2 separate regions of the Canis lupus genome follow, and region 2 is linked to region 1. A link is a contact called in public Hi-C data. All regions are on one chromosome and are shown on one strand. Each heading gives the region's core, a stretch centred on a gene start, on an enhancer-like site or on the middle of the called end of the contact. The rest is flanking DNA. Distances are from core to core; before and after follow the strand shown.

The links. Hi-C and Micro-C count contacts between places; a contact is called where the count stands out from the background.
Region 2: a Hi-C map of blood shows a contact between it and region 1, with 3 times the contacts expected there. The contact joins the enhancer-like site here to the promoter of SSR3 in region 1. A contact is called at or near these places in 2 of 9 Hi-C or Micro-C datasets (both in blood).

The regions. Positions count from the first base shown.
Region 1 is chr23:50,702,461-50,709,847 of UU_Cfam_GSD_1.0, reverse strand. SSR3 (translocon-associated protein subunit gamma) reads left to right here and starts at 4,267. Exons shown (of 5, transcript XM_038571285.1): 1 at 4,267-4,459; 2 at 5,200-5,326. The coding sequence starts at 4,327. It overlaps LOC119865440 (a long non-coding RNA gene), which reads right to left and starts at 4,792. Exons shown (of 3, transcript XR_005377260.1): 1 at 4,589-4,792; 2 at 3,929-4,019; 3 at 3,655-3,827.
Region 2 is chr23:51,146,025-51,153,411 of UU_Cfam_GSD_1.0, reverse strand. LOC111092015 (a long non-coding RNA gene) reads left to right here and starts at 6,474. Exons shown (of 4, transcript XR_005377267.1): 1 at 6,474-7,387. Within about 2 kb of position 3,396, at least 5 of the 20 cell types and tissues checked have an H3K27ac peak or open chromatin away from gene starts, as enhancers often do. A contact at or near this core is called in blood, where this site is marked.

The DNA of each region.
Region 1 (7,387 bases), core at 3,018-5,517:
GGGCAGCCCCATGGAAAAGATGCATAAGGGCAAAGTGTTCAGGAAAAGATACAGGGCCGCCTCCGTGCCTTCTCTGGGCACCCCACCTTCCCAGCAAAGGCTCTTTGAATCCCATTAAGGGTTTTTATGGAGGCTCCCTTGCGCAGATATGATTAAGTCCTTAGCCATTGGTGATTCACTCTCCAGCTCCTCTTCACTCTATCCTCCCCAGAGGTGGTGGTGGGGTGACGTTGGAAGTTCTAATCCTCTAATCCTGAGGTTGGTTCCTCGCACAGGAAGCTCCCATCCTGGAAGAGCCAGCTCATTAACATAAACTCAGGTGTGGCTGAAAGGGGCTTATAAAAAAAACAAGAGATACACCTCTCCCCTGTATCACTCAGGTAATTCCAAGGATTTCAGGAGTTGTGTGTCAGGAAGCTGGGCAGAGACCAAGTACGTATTTTGTATTAAGTCACAGGTTACTTGTCTGGATCATGTATGCATTTGATTTTGTTACCTTTGCCTTAAACATTTTGGGGAAGAGGTGATAGATAAGCTATGTTGAACACCATCTCTTTCATTTGCAGGTAAATATTTTTATATTGCCTATTTTACTATATTTCTAACCTGTTTTCGTTTTTGCTTCACTGCAGGTGTTGTTCAGGCTTAGAGGGAGATGAGAAAGCCCTGAGGCCCATTGAGCATCTAAATTTCCCTTTCTTTAATTTATGGCTGCTGATGATTTATGGTTTTTGGTTTTTGCCTCTTAGTTGGCTTTGTTTCTGCACACCTCTAATAACTGTTTCTTTCTAACATTTTCACACTCCTTGAGACCGACTCCTCTGTGAGGCCAGGCTTGGTCATGAGTTTTGTCTATGGGTTTGGTGCAGGATCCTATCTGTGCAGGGTTGTGCTGGTTAGAGCTGCAGTGTGGCATCACTCTGCATGGCAACTGGCACACGAGAAGCTACCCTCGGCTGTTTGCTCAAAACAGGGCTTCAGCAGAGCAAACACTTAGACCTTGAGATTCTGCTGGTACGGAGGAGACCAGAACTCCTGCACGGTTATGAGTGAAAATCCTGGAGTCCGATTGCCTGGGGTTCAGAACTTGACTCCACCAATTACTGGCTGTGGGATCTTAAGTGAGCTACTTTGCTAATCTGTGCCTCTGTTTCTTCATCTGAGAAATGGGATAATATATACCTCCTAGAATTGAATTAGATGATATATCAAGAACCTACCATAGAGCTGGATGTATAACAAAGACTCAAACATTGGTTATTATAATCATAATGATGATTATTTGGGTACTTCTAAGATTCTAGCATAGTACCTTTCATAGTAGCTTTTCAATAAATCATAGCTGAATGAAGAGATGAACCAATGAATTAATCACATACCAGTGCCTGAAATATGTAGTTTGAGTAAATCCTTTCTCAGGTGGGACTTTAAAATATACCTAGAAACTAATAGAAGTGTTTCATCTCTTCTTTCAAAAATCCTTTCCATAATGAGATTTGCATTTCAAATGGACTTTGTAAAATGGAGAGCTTCTCCCCTCCACTCCTACCCCAGAGTAGCCCATGATGATTCATCTGTTATTTTTCATACGGTCCCAGTGAAAAGCTGGGTTTTTCTTTACTGGCTAGGGAATTTGCAGTGTCTGTCACAAGAAAGGTGTATTAATTTTTAACTTGTTGGATTTTCTTCCACGAAGCCATCAGCAGTGGATGAGAGAAACTTGTTTTCTATGTCCCTGCCAGAAATAAATATTTCTTTAAATTCCACCCCCCTCTTTTTTTTCTAATCTAAGTACGAAGTGATACAATGGAAATGTTAAGCTTTAAATTCACAGAGCAGAATCAAGCTGGGATGGAATCAAGTCCATCTGGTTCCTTCCTAGAGTTGAACTATATTGAAATAGCCAAAATATATTGTGGATCTTTGCACAGAATCTATTGCTTACCCTTCCTTTTTTTTTTTTTTTTTTTTCTTTTTAAGCACACTTTGCTTGTCTAAGTGCCATGGCCACATGTGCTACATATAGATGATCCTTAGATTTTTGGGTTCCTTAGTTCCTTCAAAAGGAACTAGATTGCATTTGGTATAAGAACACACTGTCCCATACTTCGAGCATGCTATCTTCATGTCTTCATTGTTAAAATTACCGAAAAACCTTCTCTGTCGTTAGCATTATTGGTTCCATATTTCTTTATCTTACCTCCATTAAAAAGTTGAAATTCCTAATATTTTAGATTCTCTTCTATTTATCTTTAGTTCTTATTCCTGTTTTGCAAAGTGTATTAATTCTAGGCTACCTTCTTTGATCCTTCCCATAATGTTTCTTTTATCTACTTAACATTTCAAACTTATAGCTTACCTATTTTGTTTAAATACTTTTCTCAGGTGTAATTCTTAATTTCATCGTTTCTTATTTTCTTTTAAATATCCTGGTATCTGTCCCTTTTGACCTTACAGTTCTCTGATTTTTATCTTTTACCATCCTTGGCTTATAAAAAGTAAACAAGAAATCTAGGTATAGAGACAGATGCAGAAGATTTTGCTGATGAATTGGTCACAGATGGAGAGGGAAAGAAGCATTAGTGTTGAAAAATAGCATTTTAGCCTGAACGAATGAGTAGAAAAAACTGAGGGGGGGGGGGTGTACGTTGGAAGAGAAAGTTTTTCTTCCACCACCATTGCATAATAAAAGAGCATTTTTACCATTTGAAAGGGATGTAATGCAGATCTTTTTAAATGAATACTTAAATTTCTGGAAAAAAAAAATCACTAAATGGTCTATTCTTTTCTTATTTTGCTGCTATTGATGAAAGCTTCCGGCATTTATTAGAAGCTTATATTTCAAGAAAACTCCCTCTGGTACTTAGAGAATAGAGAATAGGCTGAAAAGTTGAAGACCGGAAGCTCCATTAGAATGGAAACCGTGTAAATCATTCGCAATTTAGTAGATCTTTCATCTTAATCTCATCTAATCTGTTGATAGGGAAGCTGAAGGTTGGAGAAGTTTGCCTCCTGCCAGTAATGTAGATGAAAGAAGTTTTTGCTCTGATTGAAGTATTTAAGATTAGTTGTTTATGTATGTATTTATGACAGAGCGGGTCCACAGCACAAGCAGATGGAGGGCCAGAGGGAGAAACGGACCCACTGCTGAGCAGGGAGCCCCTGGTTGGGCTCCATCCTAGGACCCTGGGATCATGACCTGAGCAGAAGGCAGACCCTTAACCAACTGAGCCACCTAGGGGCCCCTGGTTGAGTTTTTTGTTTTTGTTTTTTTTAAAGAAAAAGTGATAATGCAAGGAGTTAAAAATGGTATGTGGTGGTTCTAACAGGCCTACTCAATTTTCTGAGCTTTAGAGGAGGCCTGCCTAGCCACCATGTTCTTTACTTAGTTTTATGTCTTACTTAGCATGGCTGTGGAGTCCACATTACTGTAAAGATCGCGTTGGGATAAAGTAATAAAGTTGTGGGCGGCCCAGGCGGCTCGGCGGTCTAGTGCCGCCTTCAGCCCAGGGCGTGACCCCGGGGTTCCAGGATCGAGTCCCGCGTCGGGCTCCCTGCATGGAGCCTGCTTCTCCCTCCTCCTGTGTCTCTGCCTCTCTCTGTCTCTCATGAATAAATAAAATCTTAAAAATCACTTTATTATTATTTTTTTTAAGTGTATTATCTTATTAAATATTCATCAGGGAGGCCAAGAGCTCCTCAGAAGCTGAAGTGCCGCCTCTTCCGTGGAAAGGTCGACTGTGATTTTTGTCGACGCCCTGGAGACCAGCTCTGCTGCGCGCTCCCTTCAGGTTCTCCACCGGATGTGCTTGTCCAGGCTTCTGAGGCTGCGTAAGGAGATAATGGGTGCGTGAAGGAGAAAGGACTGAACGCGGGTTTAGCTACACCATCCTCCTCCCCTTCCTCCTGCAGTGCCCCGGGGCGCTACCCGCAAGCTCCCCGAACGGCCGGCTCGGACCCGAGGCCAGGGCGCGCCTTCCGACTTGGGAATTCCGTCGACCTGGGAAGCCTGACGGGCCCTGAGAAGTGGGATGTCAATAAAGTTTTTGTTTAAAAAAAAAAAAGCCTGCCTGACACCAGAAAGCCCCGCCCTCCGGAAGCCGGCTGCTAGGGGCGGGCCGGGAACCGGAAGTGTGGCCGGCTTGCCCAATCAGGCCGGGGCGCGTAGGGAGCGGCGGCCAATCCTGGGCGAGCTTGCTCCCGCGCCGCGCCAAGGCCCGCCTCCGCGCGTGGCGCTGACGGGTCGCTCGCGGGTACGGCGGCCGCGGGGGCGGTGCTAGAGGCGTCCGGCCCGCCCGGCCCGCAGGCTCCCCGCGCCGCTCCGCCATGGCTCCCAAAGGCGGCTCCAAGCAGCAGTCCGAGGAGGACCTGCTCCTGCAGGACTTCAGCCGCAACCTGTCGGCCAAGTCCTCCGCGCTCTTCTTCGGGAACGCCTTCATCGTGTCCGCCATCCCCATCTGTGAGCGCCGGGGCGGGCGGCGACGGGGCGGGGGCGGGGACGTGGCGGGGCCCGGCTCGCCCAGGCCGGGGTTCGCTGGCTCCGGGACGGCGGCCGCCCGCCGTGACCGGCTCTGAGCCCGAGGCTTACCGGCTGCGGGGAAGCTAAGGAACCGGAGCCGGACCCCTCGACCTGAGGCGGAAGTGGAGCTGCAGGGCCGCGCCGGCGCCGCGCTCTGACGATCGGCCCCACTCTCAGGCCAACGGGGCAGGCTGGTTGTCGCTCGGGTGGAGAACCGCGCAGGCCCCCGCGGCACGTCCGCGGCCGGGGAGGGAGGCCGGGGCTCGCGGCGCCCGCTCGGGGGGGTGGGGGCGGGGGGCGGCCACGTCAGCGTGCGAGCGGCGGCCCGGGCCCGCGCAGCGTCCGCGGCGCCCTGAGGGGGGCGGGGCGTCCCGAACCCGCTCTCCTCCGGGGGCCGGGGGCCGGGGGCCGGGGGCTGGGGGCTGGGGGTCGACGTCTCGCCTGCGCCGGGGGATGGGGATGATGGGGATGGCGAGGGCGAGGGCGAGGTGGTGCGCCTCACGGCTTCCGAGCCGGCCAGGTGCGCGGCCAGGACTTGACCGCCTCCGTCGGGCCTCAGGCGCTGGGCCGGATCTCCTCCCCCGGCCTGAACTTTGCGGGCTTGGCTACGCCGGGTCGGGCCTCTAACTGGGCGCTGACGTTCCCTTCCTGTCTGTGTCCCCGCCCCGGGCCTGATGCAGGGCTGTATTGGCGAATATGGCACATGGATCTCATTCAGTCGGCCGTGCTCTACAGTGTGATGACCCTCGTAAGCACTTACCTGGTGGCTTTCGCATACAAAAACGTGAAATTTGTTCTCAAACACAAGTAAGTATGTTTCTCAAGTGAACGTATGTTTTACATGGTGCACTTTTTTATTTTTTTTTAAGATTTTATTTACTTACGAGAGACACAGAGAGACAGGCAGAGGGAGAAGCAGGCTCCACGCAGGGAGCCCGACGTGGGACTCGATCCGGGGCCTCCAAGATAACGCCCTGGGCTGAAGGCGGCGCCAAACGGCTGAGCCACCCGGGCTGGGCCGCTGGGCTGCCCGTGGTGCACTTTTACGTAGAAGGATGTCTGAAAGATCACTTGTGTCTTATTTTCGATAAAGCATCAACTTGGGCTGTATAGATATGTAGGCATCTTTTTTTTTTTTTAAAGATTTTTTTTTTTTTTTTTTTTTTCCTAATTCATGAGAGAGAGGCACAGACAGAGGCAGAGGGAGAAGCAGGCTCCGTGCAGGGAGCCCGACGTGAGACTCGATCCCGGGTCTCCACCCGGGCTGCCCGATATGTAGGCATATTAATGGGCGGCCATTATTTTAATATGAAAAGTTATTGGGCGGCCTCGGTGGCTCAGCGGTTTAGCGCCGCCTTCCGCCCAGGGCGTGATCCTGGACACCCGGAATAGAATCCCACCTCAGGCTCCCTGCGTGGAGCCTGCTTTTCTCTCTCTCTCCCCCCCCTCTCATAAATAATTAATAAATAAATAAATATATATATATATATCCCTGGGTGGCTCAGCGGTTTGGCTCCTGCCTTTGGCCCAGGGCAGGATCCTGAAGTCCCGGAATCAAGTCCCCCATCTGGCTTCCAGCGTGGAGCCTGCTTCTCCCTCTACCTGGGTCTCTGCCTCTCTCTCTCTCTCCCCGTGTGTCTGTCATGAATAAATAAATAAATAAATCTTTTTTTTTTTAAAAGAAAAATTATTGACTGACTGACTCAGAGACAGCACTTCTGACATTTAAAGAAGTAGGATTCGAGGGTGAAATTACAACAGTTGGGCACTGGCCTCAATCACGGGGTTTATCAGAAAAACTAAGTAAGTTAACATTGCTGAAGTCAAATGAAACTCTGCAAAGTATGATTCTTGTACTCCATGCACCGTTTTTCAGACATGAAAGGTTTTTTTTTTTTTTTTTTAATTTATTTATTTATGATAGAGAGAGGCAGAAACACAGGAGGAGGAGGGAGAAGCAGGCTCCATGCTGGGAGCCTGACATGGAACTCGATCCTGGGACTCCAGGATCATGCCCTGGGCCAAAGGCAGGTGCTAAACCTCTGAGCCACCCAGGGATCCCCCCATGAAAGGTTTTTAATTTTTTTTAACTATGATATTCTATGCTAATTACATTTTTTTTTCTTAGAAGTGTGTAAAAATGTAAAAGACTATATATTTTTAAAGAACACGTTGTATAAATCCTTTCTAAGTCTGTTGTTTCTGTGTTGGGCTCTTTGTGTGGTCACAAGGAATAGAAACATGTTGCCATGGAAGAGCCTGGGTGGCTTAGTTGGTTAAGTATCTGACTCTTGGTTTCTGCCAAGGTCATGACCTCAGGGTCCTGTGATCAAGCCCTGCATCAAGCTCTACACTCAGTGGAGTCTGCTTGCATAGTCTCTCCCTCTGCCCTTTCCCCTGCTTGTGCGCAAAGGTATGCTCACTTGCTCTCTCTCAAATAAATAAACTATTAAAAAAAACCCAACATGTTGAGATGATCTCAGTTAATAGGGATTTATTGTATGAAGGCCAGAAATGTCTTCAGTGGCTGAAAGTGGCCTTAGCATCTTCTCTGTTGTCTTGGACCCATAGGAAGTCAGGTTTGTGTGACTGCCTTTCTGCTAGACAGCAGAGCGGTCATCTTTGTTGTCTTTCTGCTTGGCAGCCCTCTTCACCAACGCCATTCTGGTTCCAGCCTTCCTGGGCTTTCTTGTGCAGTGTGGCCATCTGTGGGTAGCAAAGCCCTCACACGTGGGCACCTTGTGTTACCCACCCTTTGTGATATCCTCAGAACTTAATCCTTTCAAGGCTCGGTGTTTTTTTTTTTTTTTTTTTTTTTAACTTGTCCTGTGTAATATTTTTCATTTACCTTTTTGGAATTAAATATAA
Region 2 (7,387 bases), core at 2,147-4,646, 440 kb before region 1:
GAGAAACCGGTTCAAGCCTTGGCCCCATCTCCTGGTTGCGATATCCCCTTGGAGACCATGCCCAGTCTCTCGGCCGGCCCTGCCCTTCTGCTTCACCAAGAACGATGAGGGTGCTTGGCTCATATTCACCTATAACCAACCTTACGGTTGACCTGATTGACACCACACAGAAATACGCCTGGGGCAGTCGATAAACCGGTGCCTCCCAGAGTTCCTTGAGCAAATCCTGGGAGCCCCCATCTGGGGCTCTCTTCCCCAGCTCCTCACGGCCTGTCAACAAAAGGGTTAATTTTGGATGCAGCACAACACCTCCGTTCAGACTGGTCAGCCTGAGCCTGCAAGGATTTTTAAATGTGTTGATCATCCTGTAGGGTCGACAGGGTAGAGGCGGGGTAGGGTGTTGCTCCTGTGCCCCGTGGTATTGAGAGAAAGGGGACTCCTGGCCTCGTGTGGTGCTAGAGCATAGCCGCCTAGGTCTGCCCACCTCAGGGCCGTGACCGCTCTTTGCCTGTCCTGGGTGTCCTGCCAGACTCTGACGTGGAAGTCTGGGGACGTTGAGCTGGTGGTCCATCCTCTAGTCTGAGACAGTGCTCCCTGGCTGGCTCAGCCCCTTCTCTGCTCTCTCGGGTGCTTCTGACACCTGGGCAAGACTTCCCAACTGTCCTGATCCTAGGGGTTCCCCTGGCGGCCCACATCACCGAGTCAACTTGTTGCAGGGATCATCTCTGGCAAGCTGGCCACAGACGTGCTGCTCCGTCTGGGTAGGGTCTAGGCTACAAGGAGACTAGCATAGCTTGGGAAGGCCATGCTGGGTCTCCCTCTGTCCACCCAGGGTCTCCCTCTCATAATTCTAGGGTGGAGGGAGGACCAGGAGAGCAGGTCTTCTTACACCTATGGGGTTAGTCATGACTTTTCAAATACTATTGCTCTCCCTAGGCCTCTTTCTTGACTTGTTCTGCTGCTTCTGTCCCCCCACAATCCCTTCTCTTCCTGTCTAGACGCCTCATACAGAAAACTCCAGTGTTAGTCTACCAAACCCAGTCCTTGGTCTGCTAAAGAAGAAGGTAATGGAAGGTGGGGGTATTTTTCTCAAGGTAAGAGCTTGAGTTACACAGATGTTGTCTTGCTTCAAACTCCACACTTGAATTGTGAAGCTTTTATCTTTGGGTACCTTCTGGAAAGAATTTTCACCCCTCACCTCCACCAGGCAGATGAATGCCTTGAGCAGACTAAATTCATACGTCATGATTCCTATTACTCCTAAAAGCACCTTTTTTAAGCACCTAAAATCGAACCATACCTTCAACCAGTCTACCCAGTTTAGCAAACTAATGGATTCCATTGTTGGTTTAGCTGGTTAGAGCTGGGTTTCAGTCACCTGCTACCCAGAGTCCTGACCGACATGGTAATAACAGGAACTATGTCACATCATTCGCGTGGTGTTGAGCACAGCTCCACATGCAAATGAGGCTCATTAAATGCATTTGACAGATGGATGCCATGGTTAGATCCATGACTCAGACAAAGGTGGTTGTGAAGAGCTCAAGTCCATCCCCAAACCCTTCAAGTGCACTGCTTCCCTTCACCTGGTGGAAGAAAAAGAATGAAGGAAGAGGACTCCTTCCTTTGGGTTAATGGGGACAGAAGAGCTTCTCCTCCCATCATCCTGCGGAGGTTGTACCGAGACCCCACCCACTCTATTCCTCCCCGTTCACCCAGCCCCACCTCTCTTTAGCCTGTCAGCATGTTTCGGTGTCTTCCAGTAAAAAGACATCGACCGAAGCCAACCCCCCCCAAGGCTCCCTGGCTGTAATTTCCCCTTCTCCAACCACCCAACTCTTCCGAAGCAGTAAGCTGTACCCACTGTCCTGCTGCTCCTCTTTCTTGACTCTATTTGCCTCCAACCCCTTGTGACCTGGTTTCTGCTCTCATGACCTCATCGAAACAGGGGTCAATGACTCATCCATGACTTGACTTCCTCATTGTCCCTCTCAATGGTTACATCCCAGCGTTCATGTGCTGGGCATCTCTGTGGCATTTCCTGCTCCTGGTCACTTCCTCACCCCAGAAAAACCTCCTCACTTGGACTGCTTGCTGCCATTTTCCCCCTAGTTTTTTCACTTTTCTGCGCTCTCCTCAGGACCCCTATTTGGGCCTCAGGACCCGGTACCCATCAGGTTCAGCTCTCCTCCATCCCATCACCTTCCCACTCAGTGCAGCCCCAGCTTCAGGGCCCACCTCTATGTTGACTATTTCCCGGGGGTGCTTCGCGCAGCCTCTCTCTGGCAGGCTTGGCACCTGGAGGTCACCCCTGGAAGTCTCCTGCACATGAAAAATGCGTTCAAAACATGCCATCCTCCACTCAGAGCCATTCCTCGTCCTCCAGTCACTATCACAGCGAGTGCTACCGCTATCCGTGGAGCTGCACGAACCTGGGAACTCTTCTGGGTTCCGATTTTCCATTTCCTTCTCCCTGCTTCCTGAAACGGAGCCTCTGGAGCAGTGTGCAGGAGGGGGTGAATGAACACAGAGTCAGGGCTGAGCTGAGTCTAAAGCTTGAGGTCATTTGACCTTTTACATGTTTTTCCAAGCTCCTCCGTTTACACCAGGGCACGGGCCTGGACGGTCTTCAGCTCTGATGATCCAGAGTCCAGACCGCTCCAGTCTGACGCCGTAGGGGCTTCACCCCCATTCCTTCTGGTCGCTGGGAGGGATTGCTCCTCTGCCTGCCCTGCCTAGGAAGAGAGGAGAGCTGCCTGCGATGAGCAGGACTTCAAACCTAAATCAAACCTCCTCGGAGAACGCATTTCACTCTGCTGAGAGGTCCTCACCTATCTCTGCAGCCGCCATGAGTCACAGCGAGAGCTGGGAAAGGAGGGAGACAGAGGGTGGCGGCCAGCAGCTGGTGGAAACATAGACAGTTTCCTCTCGCCTCTGTGTGCCAGGTCACGTAGCCCTGGGTGAGTCTCCCTAAGTGCCACCCAGGGCTTAGGGGGAAAGTACCTTCCCTCTCGTTCTGCGTCACTTTGGTCTGGAAATGAGTATTGTGACTGTCCCGGGGACACCTCTGTACCCACCGCTTCTAGTCCCCAAATCCTGCGTGCACATGGGGGTGCCTTGCACTGCAGTGACCACGCTGAGCAGTGTGCACCTCATGTCACTTACACCCTGCGACCCGGCAGGTAGGTTCTATTTCATCTCCTTTTTGCAGACCAGGAACCCACGGCTCCCAGAGCTTAGCTACACCGGGCCACCTGGCTAGTAGTGCAGGCCTGCCGAGGTCGAGCCCAGCTGTGACTGGTCGACGCCCATGCAGAGGGCACGGCCTCTGATGTGTCCCTGCTTATCTTCCGTGCCATGCACGCGCCTGGCCCGCAGCAGCCTGCAGCCTGATGGATGCTCACGGAAGGGGCGTGCAAGCCTCGCCCTACGGGCTGGATCTGGCCCCAGCTGCAGGGATTCAGAAACTGCAGCCTGGGCCGGCGCCCACCGCCCTCTGCATCCGCCTCCTCGCAGATGCCCTGGAGGGAGCCTGTGCCTTCAGCACCCTCTGGCTCGCTTCCGACGATGCGGCTTCCCCGCCGAGCAGCCTGGCAACGGGGGAGAGCCTGACCCCGGGCGCTCGGGGCTCCGCGGGGCAGCCCCGGCCCCACCACCGACGCATGCGCAGCCCCGACGGCGGGAGCCCGGAGCCGAGCCCGGAGCCGGCGGGCCCTCTCCACGCATGCGCGGCCCCCCACCACCAGAGTCCGAGAGCCCGGGAGCCCGCGAGGCCCTCTCCACGCATGCGCAGCCCCGACGGCCGGAGCTCGAGAGCCCGGAGCCGACGGGCCTTCCTCACGCATGCGCGGCCCCCGCGGCCGGAGCCTGGGAGCCAGGAGCCAGCATGGCCCTCTTCACGCATGCGCGGCCCCGACGGCCGGAGCCCAGGAGCCTGGCAGCCCGGGAGCCGAGAGCCGGCGCGGCCCTCCCCACGCATGCGCGGTCCCCGCGACGGGAGCCCGAGAGCCTAGGAGCCGGCGCGGCCCTCCCCACGCATGCGCGGCCCCGGCGGCTGGAGCCCGGGAGCCCGGAGCCGGCGCGGCCCCTCCACGCATGCGCGGCCGCGGGGCGGGAGGGGCGGTGCAGGGAGCTGCAGCGAGCGCCTGCCCCGCGGCGGGAAGTCCGCGTCCCCGTCCCCGCAGGGACCCGGTGCGCCTGCCGGGAACGAGCCCCCGGGGAGCCACGCCCTCGTTAGCAAAGGCCGGGGCTCGCCCTAGGCCCCCGGGAAAGCGGTTCCCGGCGCGGTCGGGGGCCCCGGGAGCGCCCTGCTGTGCAGAGGAGCTCGGGAGCGGATGTGGGGGGTGGGCGCCCCGGGCGCCGCCTGCAGGGGTGGAGGTGCTGGGGGAGCGCGGGGAGCCCGCCCGACTTCCCTGACCTCGCTCGGCTGCACGTCGTGCCCCTGCGGGGTGCGGGGTGCGGGGTGCGCGGTGAGGAGCGCTGGCCTCCAGGGGGCTGGGGTGGGAGGGGGCGTGGGCCGCAGCCCCGGAGCCTCCCTGCTGGCATCCATCCGCCCACCCCGCGGGACTCACCTTTGGTTTCCTTCAGCTTCACTCCATTTCCCTCCCAGGCCCCAAGAAGTCTGCAAAAGGAGATACTAAAAATGATTGCAGAAAGTTAAACCAGGCGTGAAATGACCCCTAAAATGACAGGGAGGTCGTGGAGAGGCACTGTCTCGGGGGTTTGCTTAGGCGACCCTTTAGTTTTCTTTTTGAGATTTACGGAGACCTGCGAAACAAGCAAAAGCAGACCTTTCACGGAGGCAGAGAGGTTACCTGGGAACTCTTGGTCACTTCCAAGGTCATCATGGGGATAAAGGGTGGGGATGTGCGCGGCTGAAGCGGGCGAGGGGTGCTTGTAAATGAGCTTCATCCATGACTAAGGTCTCCAGGGACGGGAAGGAATACTCTTTACCTTCTGCAAAGGGAAGTTGGGATTCAGAGTAGTGGAGACGCAACCTGCCCTGAAAGCTGCTGCAGCCTCCTGGGTCCCAGGACAGCGGGGCCCTTCCACACTCATGCACTTACTTCCAACGGCAGGTCAAGGAAGATGCTGTTTTATTAAGGACACACTACAATTGGGGGGGGCCTTGCATAACAGAAGATCTCCACACACCCACATTATCCGTGCATCAGTTGCTTCTTAGCCACGTTTGAGGGGAGACCCTAACGTTCACGTTATTGTTCGCGTTTTCTTGTATGTTTGGTTTTTAAAAACAGGAGAGGGGTGCCCGGGTGACAGTCGGTCAAGCGTCTGCCTTGAGCTCAGGTGGTGACCCCGGGGGTCCTGGGATCCCCGCACTGGGCTCCTTGCTCTGCAGGGAGCCTGCTTCCCCCTCTACCTGCTGCTCCACCTGCTTGTGTGCGCGCTCCCTCTCTCTGTCAAAAGAATAAAAAAAATAAACGCACAGGACAACTTCTGTATCTACCTGGATGCAGACCCTGAGAGCTTTCAGATGAGCCATCCACGTGCCTCTCGGGATGATTCCGGGCTAGTCCTCTTTCTGCCACCCCTACGTGGAACACGTCACAGGTGGGCAGGTTGCTCTCCTCTCTGGGCACTTTTACCAGCCCGTCCCTCTGTTCGTGGCAATTAAACCCAGGTCTGAGAAGCAGGAAACCAGGCTTCCCAAGAGATTAGGTCCCACCAGGGGTCAGGGCCAGTCACCTGCCATCGTGGAGATTCTAACGGGTGTCACGTTTATTTGCAAGAAGAGACACAACATCTGAACTGTCAGAGTTCCACAACCACTTTCAGCTCTGTGACCTGGGACGGGGGCAGGGGTGCCGCAAGTGGCAACCTAACTCGTGTCTCCTTCCAGCTCGGTCATTGCAGACGGCCTGCAGCCTCAATGAGCGGCGGGTGCAGCTCCCCGTAGGTACCTATTTTAGTGGCGCTCCCGCAGGATGAACGTTAGTTATTTTCGGTTGCGTGTGGGAAAACCCAGGTCCGCTGCCAAGCCGGGCAAGTGGGCATCGCGCGCTGAGCTGTCAGCCGCGGTTCTTAGCTCCGCTCAGATTCATTTCTCATTTTCAGTTGGCGTGTGACCTTTTCCCCAGTGTGGGGTCCTGATCACTTCCTTTCTCTGCAGCCTGTGGCTGGATCCCTCTAATAATAACCGCGAGAGTGCCGAGTGGGTTGTATAAAATCCTCGGGGAGGGGTGTGGAGTGAAGCACGTCGTTTTCCAGGGGACCAGATGTGCCCGTCGACAGAAACAAACTAATATGCGGTGAAATCACACGTCTGTCTCTCTAATTTGTGCAGAATGGGAGGACGCTGGGTTCGTGCCTTCCATAGCTCTCCTGTACGCGGTAGGCGGCCTCTGAAACGCCCCGCTCGTCCTCACCTGCAGGCAGGTATTCCCACCTGTGGGCCTGCGGGCTCCATCTGGGGACTCCTTAAACAAATAGAATTTTTAAAAAGTCATGGGAAGTTACCTCTGAGATTAGGTTACAAGAAGACTACAGCTTTCTCTCGACCCCTCTCTGTCTCCTTCCGTCTCTCTCTCCACCACCCGACACGTGGCGAGCTGCCTGCGGAGAGGCCCGTGTGGCAAGGAGCCGAGGATGCCTTCCGCGAGAAGCCTGCAAGGACCTGAGCTTGGCCAACAGCTACGGGCCTGAGCCCCAAAGGCCTCCCTGCGTCCAACCCAACACGGCCCGGGTTGTCACTTTGATTGCCACCGGGGAGACCCTGAGTCAGAGGATCACTAAGCTGTGCCTGGATCCCTGACCCACAGAAAGAGTGAGGCCAGACGTGTTTGTTGTCCTAAACACCTCAGTTTGGGGTTATTTGTTATGCGGCAATAGAAATGCGAACGCTAGCGCTCACGTCCAGATGTCCAGATCGGGTGGCTAGGAGCCCGTGTGACCCAAAGGAGCGGGCTCCCCTCTCACCTCTTGCCACACCCCCAGCGTCACTCCTGGGCCATCGCTTTTTGGTCAAACCTCATTCTTAGGTGTTTTTGTGCCTTCGTACAAGCAATTTTTTTCTGCCTGAAACAACCCGTGTCTGTCCTGCAGGTAAAGTCCTGCTCACGCCCTGACATCTGGCGTGGACGCCCTCTGGAAGGCCTCCGGTCCAGGGTTCAGCCGGCGCAGCTCCCACCCCTTGCCCTGGGGCCCCCCGGCCCTGGGCCTCTGCCTGTGGCCGCACAGCCTGGACGGCGGGCGCTTCTCTTCGTCTTGCAGCCCCTGCTGCCCGCACAGCACAGGGACGGACGCCAGGCCCAGGCACGGTCCGTGGCTGTTTTGTGGAGCCAAGGAGCCTAGCAGGAGGCCGTCGGCGGCCAGTCGCGCTCCCAGCTCGGGCAGGAATCAGATCCTCGGGCTGCGCCGCGTGTAGCCC